Linked DNA regions of Danio rerio: region 1 is linked to region 2. The links are chromatin contacts, called in public Micro-C maps. All regions are on one chromosome and are shown on one strand. The core of a region is the stretch at or near the end of the contact, and the rest is flanking DNA. Distances in the headings are between cores, read along the strand shown.

The links. Hi-C and Micro-C count contacts between places; a contact is called where the count stands out from the background.
Region 1: a contact with region 2 is called in a Micro-C map of caudal fin, with 6 times the contacts expected there. The contact joins the promoter of ythdf2 here to the promoter of id3 in region 2. A contact is called at or near these places in 3 of 18 Hi-C or Micro-C datasets (caudal fin, hematopoietic stem cells and an unstated tissue) and 2 of 4 datasets of contacts at active chromatin or transcription factors (embryo and gastrula embryo).

What each region holds. Positions count from the first base shown.
Region 1 is chr17:28,909,950-28,913,882 of GRCz12tu, forward strand. ythdf2 (YTH N6-methyladenosine RNA binding protein F2) reads right to left here and starts at 2,322. Exons shown (of 4, transcript NM_200250.1): 1 at 2,157-2,322; 2 at 1,967-1,991; 3 at 56-135. The coding sequence starts at 2,183.
Region 2 is chr17:28,758,230-28,762,028 of GRCz12tu, forward strand. It overlaps id3 (inhibitor of DNA binding 3), which reads right to left and starts at 1,767. Exons shown (of 3, transcript NM_152967.1): 1 at 1,336-1,767; 2 at 1,158-1,236; 3 at 1-528. The coding sequence starts at 1,632. The coding sequence ends at 1,183.

The sequences.
Region 1 (3,933 bases), core at 1,072-3,571, 150 kb after region 2:
GGCACGCTGTCTCTATGAGATCCTTCTTTTGTTAAAACTTTGAAACAAGACCTACCTGTCTGGGCTGAGCATTCAGGTAAGGCTCGAACTCATCATCGTTCAAAGTATCCTTTTGGGTAACAGCTCCGTTTTGTACTGAAAAGAAAACAGAGAAAGTTAAGGTACAGGTCTCGTCTCATCCATCCATCCATACACATGCATGCATGCATGCATGCATGCATGCATAATTACAGGATGAGGAATGTTCAATTGGGGTTCTGTGTCATCTAAAAGATTAAAATCCCTTTTAATTATATGTAAACCCTAAGATTTTGTTAAACGAGTCCTCTCCTGAATCTGTCTATGCATTGTATTTATGACTATATTCAGTCAGATTATATTTTTGATGAAACATATTTTCTGTTGTTATCTAGTGATATCTTTTAAATATGATAAGAATCAATGACCTGTCCAATTCAGCAGCAGGTGCATTGCTCTGACGGGGTGTTTAAGTTCATGTCAGGAATGTCATATTTGCATGTTAAAAGCATATAAAGTACACTGGATCAACGTAGTTTCATAAAAAAAAAAAAAATGTTAAAATGCCTTGTTTTTCCACTCCAGTGAGCCAAGCACCCACTCCATCTAACCAAAGTTGACCACAACTGACCTTACTCCAACTTCCCAACTCATAAACACAAACTTCCCAGAAGCTTACCACGTCATACCTTTTAAGCTGCGAATTTGGGAAGCACCCACAGAAATTGAGCTTTGGCATAGTACACTACGTTCTTTAGCCTACAGTATACAATATTTACAAGGTGAAAAGCAAACATACGTAAGTGCATCTAAAATATCAATTATATTATTAGTAATAAATAATAAAGTATTTCTTATAAAGAGAAGAATTTCTTCAAAATATGTACTTTTGTGTTGAACAGTAGACATTCAAAGATTTGAAACAAGGGTAAATGATGCAAGTACAACACTGTTTTCAAAGAAGCACATTTTGTTGACCAAGGATGTCTCTATTAAAAAAAGTTGTCTAAAGTGGCACTGTATTAACAGCTGTACTTAATTTTAACTGCATGTTTCCCGTCATGCATGTTTAAATATATTAAAATTAATTTTGAAACAGTTTGCTTATTTTTTTTCTTTAAAATCTACTTTACAATATAATTAAATAATTTTAGCAATTAAAATCTAATTGTAGTTTTAACATTGTGAAAGACTTTAAACGGAGATGATTCTTTATAACAGCCATTGTTGCATCTGAGGATCGGTTGTCTGTGCAGTCATGTAGTCACTACAACTATGATTAAACTATTTTATTCTGTATCATTTTCCTTAAAGTACGTAATAATCGATTAAACACCAAATGGCTTTTTAAATGAATTTGTGTCAAGAATGCACCGTATGCAAAAGGATTAGAAATAGACTAAAAATAAAGAACTAAAAGCTGTCACATTAAATGCACGTGTTAAATAGACTGATTCAACACGCAACTGGATTGTGAAAGCTTGACACAGACTGGGGTGCTGAAAATCCCCTCAACAGGTCCCCCGGCGGCATGTTAACCCCCCGCCTGTTGCCCACCGGTAGCGGGGGTGGTCTATGGGTATGCGGGACCCTTCCACCGCTACACTTTAAACAAGCGTCTAAAAAGAGCGAAAGCTGTAGTGTATGTGGGTGTTCAGGTGCTTCGGAGTGTCACGCGTTCTGCTGCACTCGGCCTTAGCGCTGTGCTAAGCGGCTAACTAGCGTGGGCTCCAAAACACCAGCTCTTTATCGGATCAATAACACTAAAGTCAACCAGATCATCTACTATAAGACATACTTATCCTTTAAACCCACGGGTGTCTGTTCTGAGCAGGTTACACGGTTTGATTTGATAGCGGAATTGGTTTGAACACACGGCCTGCTAGCAGGAGAACCAGCACGAGACTCTCGTTATCTACAGCGCTAAAACGACACACACTTCACCTACCTTTGTTTGCTTGGCCTTTCGGTCTCTGGATTGGGTCCAGGTGATTCATGAAGGAGTGAGTTTGGAGAGGAAAGAGGGAGAATAAATGAAGGTTTATATGAAGCTCAGGCCTGAACTCGCGCTGCGAGAGAGAAAAAAAACCCGCCTCGACGCCACTTCTGCTCAATGTTCACAAAGTGCCTCTGTTTACCTGCTCCAGAAGGCTGCTGGCTGACATTTCTCACTCCCCGGTGCCTGTGTGTTAGACTGCGCGTTTGTTTGCGGGTTAAAGTCAACGGGAAATGTGTGTGTTTTTAGAGTCTTTGCGCCCGAGTCTCTCTCTCTCCCTCTCTCTCGCTACAGCTGCAGATCAGACACACAATGGCGGGCTGCAGTTCCTCCACACTTCAACATGGCCGAGATGCCGCCACACGTTTATCCCCGGCGGTATAGCGCCACACTGCGGCTGGGAGGAGGTGAAGGTAATGAATGAACGACAGTGGGTCCAAATTCAAGTCCCACCAAAATGATAATCCGTGGCGATCCTAAAGGGGTAAATGTAGCTAAGGCAAGGGATTTAAACTGAGAAAAAATCCGACTCATAAAATTATCAAAATGTTCAAAGTATATGTATTTAGTATACGAATATTTAATTTATTTTAAGTTACATTTTCAAGTAATCATCACTGTATTCAGTGATTTAATCACAATTTAATTTCTTTATTGTTTGTTTGAATACCTATATGTTGTATTTATTAGCTTTTTTGAATAATCTGTTTTTATTTATGCGTTCTAAATTCGAAATTTATTTCATGTGCAATTATTTAATTTACATTGTATTATGTCATGATTATACGGCTATCATTATTTTCGCATTTGTAATCATTTTATCATTATTCAAATTAGCAGATTGATAAATCCATTTGGTTTTATATCAAATTCAGATTTTGATATTGATAAATTCATTCATGAATTTTTTTTCAGCTTAGTCCCTTTATTAATCAGGGGTCGCCACAGCAGAATGTACCGCCAACTTTTCCAGCATATGTTTAACGCATTGGATGCCCTTCCAGCTGCAACCCAACACTGGGAAACACCCATACACTCTCATTCACACACATACACTACGGACAATTTAGCTTACCACGTCTTTGGACTGTGGGGGATACCGGAGCACCCGGAAGAACCCCACACGAACGCGGGGAGAACATGCAAACTCCACACAGAAACGCCAATTGACACAGCCGAGGCTTGAACCAGCGACCTTCTTGCTGTGAGGCGACAGCACAACCTACTGCCCCTACTGATATATTACAAATACAAAATAAGGATAATTTAATTAAATACACGAATAGGGTTAAATAAAATAAAAGTAAATGACACAGTGTTTTTCAAATAAATCGTCTAATTCACTTTTTTATATCAAAATTAATTCTCAATTTACTACACAGTGCAGTAAAATATCCACACTTTTGTCTTTTTTATCAGCTCTCACTCTGCAATTTTGGTTGTTGCACTAAAGACGTTAATAAAACCCGATTGTTATGTTATTATAATGAGTTTACTTTGTGTTTGTGCGCTTTATGAACTAAAAAAAAGTCACGATTAAAATATGCACTGTCACCTGTGAGCCGCTAGATGTCGCCCTGATTACGCAGCACATTTATGTTATATCAGAGAGACAGTCGTGGACGTAACAGCTTACGCAACTACAGTACATTTGCGCTTTATGGTTTATTTTCAAGAGCAACCTATATTTCCTACAGAGAAAAATACAGGAGTTCATTTTTACCTACAGTGATCAGACTGTATAACCAAAATCATACTAGATGTAGTTTGCTGATTTGTAATAGGCCTAGTTGATAGATATGCACAACAAGTGTTTACTCGTTGTTTTTGAAACTAAGGTGTGCAGTATGAAAGAAATTTTATAATTGTTTATATATATATATATATATATATATATATATATATATATATATATATAT
Region 2 (3,799 bases), core at 517-3,016:
ATATTCTAATCCAAGTCTTTATCCCCACTGCCTTTCCCACCCTATAATACAAAAACTCCCCTCAAGCACAATATATACACACATCATCCCGTGATCGAGAAGCTCGCTGAGACCAAACTGCAGCCATGCTGACTGTGAAAATGTTTTCAAGAAAATAAAAAAAAAATATTACAAAAGGGGTGGAGGGGGGCTGCTCTCCAAGAATGGCTGGGAAGGAAGGGTGTGTGAAGAGATATTAGTTAGTCCAAATAGTCAGGAATGTAGCCAGTACAAAATACACAATGCTTGATTGTTGCCACAAAAACAGGAATGATTAAGGAAAAAAAAAATCAGAGGGCTTTTCTTTTTGTGATCTTAAAAACTCCTCGGCTTTGGTTTGTTCAAGTGTCCAGTGACCAAAGAATAGACAGCTCGAGAGGGGCGCAGATTGCTTTCCCACACTCTGAATAGAGCCTCACTCCTTCACCCGGCTCACCCCTTCACTCTCTTTTCTTCCATAAGTGGAGGAGAAAAGTTTCTGTCCCGCACCTGCAGCATAGATGAGAGGGAGAAAAGTTAACTCAGAGCTCACACACACACACACACACACACACACACACAAACACACACTGTGTGGACAGCAGACAGTCTGGCGCCAAATGGAAAACTTTCATTTGCTAGAGCTGATAGGGGAATCTAAGCTTGTTTGCTGATTGGCACGATGACCAAAAAATAAATTAGGACGCTGGACAGACTTTGAGATAACTCTCTGACATAATATGTAATCTTATCCTTTATAACATTTACCAAAAACTTGAGATTTAGCCAGAGACTTATTAGATTCAACTCTTTAAAAGGACAGCTCCATTTAAAACCAAACTGGATTTTCCGGTCTAATGCATTTCAGGGTCTCAGTTCTTAGGAACTTAGTAACCTTGTAGTTTGGAAAGCCATTTATGAATTCTGATTTCAAGAAATGTTGGTCTGAAGAACTTAGGAAAACACCAAGACCTCCAAAGATCTTTTAAAAAGTCCTAGCTTGTATAATCTGTTTTTTTTTAATCTTCTCTATTTAATGAGTGTTTTTGGTTAAACTTCTGAAGAAGTAAATATATTCTGAACTCATTTTTATAAATTATTGGTTTAATTTCGAAAGCTGAATTGAAAAGGAAACGTACCATTGACTGATATCATTCATCCATCCTAATGGCACATAGCTCCATCTTCTTTGGAGAAATTACGGCTCATCTCTGAGTTCTTCGGGAAAAAAAGACATGCAAAGATTTATTTTATTAAAGTTAAATATGAATTGGTTAATATAGCGAAGGCATTATAATTCAGGTATGTAGCACTCACCTTCATTGACAGGAAAATGTCAGGCGTGTTTTGTGTGTCTGCCTCGTTTTCCAGCGCTATCTGTAAGTCGAAGATGTAGTCGATGACATGTTGGAGAATCTCCACTTGGCTCACGGACTTGTTCTGCGGGATGCTGGGCACTAGCTCTTTGAGTTTGGAGTAACAGTCATTCATATTCATGTCGGACAGCTCCTCGGAAGGACTCTTGCAGCGGCTGATCGCGAGGCTCTGCTCCGAGATACAGCACACCGCTTCATAGCAGCTTCTGACAGAGCGAACGGGACTGATCGCCTTCATTCTGGGTCTGGCGTCTGACTTGCTAGTAGAATCCAACTGGTGAGATGTCTGAGAAAATCCTCCGTCTGGACACTGGGATAAACTAGCTGTAAAGCTCTATAGATATCCAATGTTGAACTCCTTTCACGTCGCGTGCTCACTGAACGATGGAAGTTCTACTGAGCAGGCGATCCTTTTTAAACACTGGTCCGTGTAGCTCCGCCCCTTGCAGAAATAAACAAACCCTCATGTGCCACACAGCCAATAGTAGAATGGAAATAAGTGCACAGACCCCGCCCTATGCAAATAGTTAAGTCTTCATTGGAAGCTTTGGCTTGTCAGTCAGAGAGAATGGTGGAATGAGGAAGAGCTGTCAGGATATCAGAGTTATATGTATTTTTTCACTGGTGGATTTGAGTGAAGATTTGAGGTCAGTGAACCAAAAAGGAGCTGGGCAAGCTCGTGGAGTAGATTAAATATAAACTTAGGTTAAAGTTCACATAGTTGTTTTATAGGATCATTTTTGAGTTTATTTTGTTATCAGCTGATTGTGTTATAGGCTATGCATGGTACTAGACTACACTGAAATTAATTTGAGAATTATATTCAAACGCAGTAAGCATAACATTTTATTAAACTTAAACTGTTAGCCAATCACGCCAATTTCCTAGGACTACTTAAAAACGTTGACACTTTTAACATTTATTGAGGAAAAATGGGAGGCAAAAGCTATCATGGCTTAATATCATTCTGTCTCAACTCAGACGTTATGGATAAACTCCATAAATCTGCTACTCCCGTGACCTGCAGACAAACTGGCGTCGGGAATTAATTCCCTTAGGAGACTTCTACACACATACAATGAGATTAAATATCAATACAGGACACAATTTAATACCCACACACAAAAACATTTCAATCTTAATTGCTATCTCACAGTAAAACAAGAGAAATTAAAGTGCAAGTCGCAACATGCGGAGACGAGTTTAATGCACTTTTACAAGTTAGCGAATCTAAAAAGAAGTTGAAAGTAGTAAAGACTGAAAAGTTGATGCCAATCTAGATTCTCAAGCTGAGGGTTAAATATAAATCTTTTTCAATCAAACATCTATAGTATTCTCACGATCAAAATATTAATAACCAACACATGAACCTCTGAAAGAAAGAAACGACTGTGTGCGCGGTTTTGTGCATTCTAAAAGCGTTACTCGTTATCTATAAATAGATCATAACTATAGCCTAGCTGTCTCCCATGACTCTTTTTTATATGAAGAGGAAGCTTTGCAAGTTACAATCAAACTATAGCCTGACTCTCTTTCCAGTTTTAACCCAGCGCATTTTTAGTTTACATCAAGATGTGTCCCCTCTTTTCTCACAGTGCTGTTTTTGTAAAGGAATGCGCTGGCGGGCCAGCTGTGTGTCCTGTCCCGCTCCAGCTGTGTTGATCTAACGCGCGAGTCCCAGACAGCCTGGCGCCGGGCTCCCGACGTCATCCATTCACGCGCTCCAGCGCGCGCCCATCTGCAAAAGACTAGTCTCGGCTACGGACCCGCTCTTATTGGTCAGTACAGCTGTCAGTCGAGCTGTAGGAACCCGCCCAACCTCTCACACAAGACATGCAGACTTGCCCGCACAATTTATTTGCGCACACCTGGACTTACATTCAGTGAAGAGTTTTTCCGTGCGTAAAGCTTTTCAGTTTGGCTAGATTAGTTAAACTAATACAAAAGCAGCTTTGTTTTCTCTGACTCAAATTGTATAATAGGCCTATTTTTTTAAATAAAACACATTCCTGTTTGCTTGAATGGAACATGGTACATATTTTGTCATGTTCAAACTGGTGCTAAAATATGAGTAGACTTCAGTTAAAGGAGACGGCATATTTATTTTTTTCATTTGTGAAAACGAGGTTGTGAGGGCAGGATGAAGATAGACACAGAGCAAGGTTTATTCTTCCCATCCAATTAGTGATTGAAGGAATTTATAAATTAGCAGCCATACTGTTTTTCCTTTCAAAAATGAAGTAAACAAAACTACAAGGATAGTGGTGAAAAAACTGTAATTAAGTAGAATAATCAATACATAATAGCTATAGCAATGTGAATATATGTTAATTCAAATGTTTACATGCATGTCTGATGTCAGAACAAAGTAGCCAAAACCAACTTTTCAGTAATGTTTACATTGA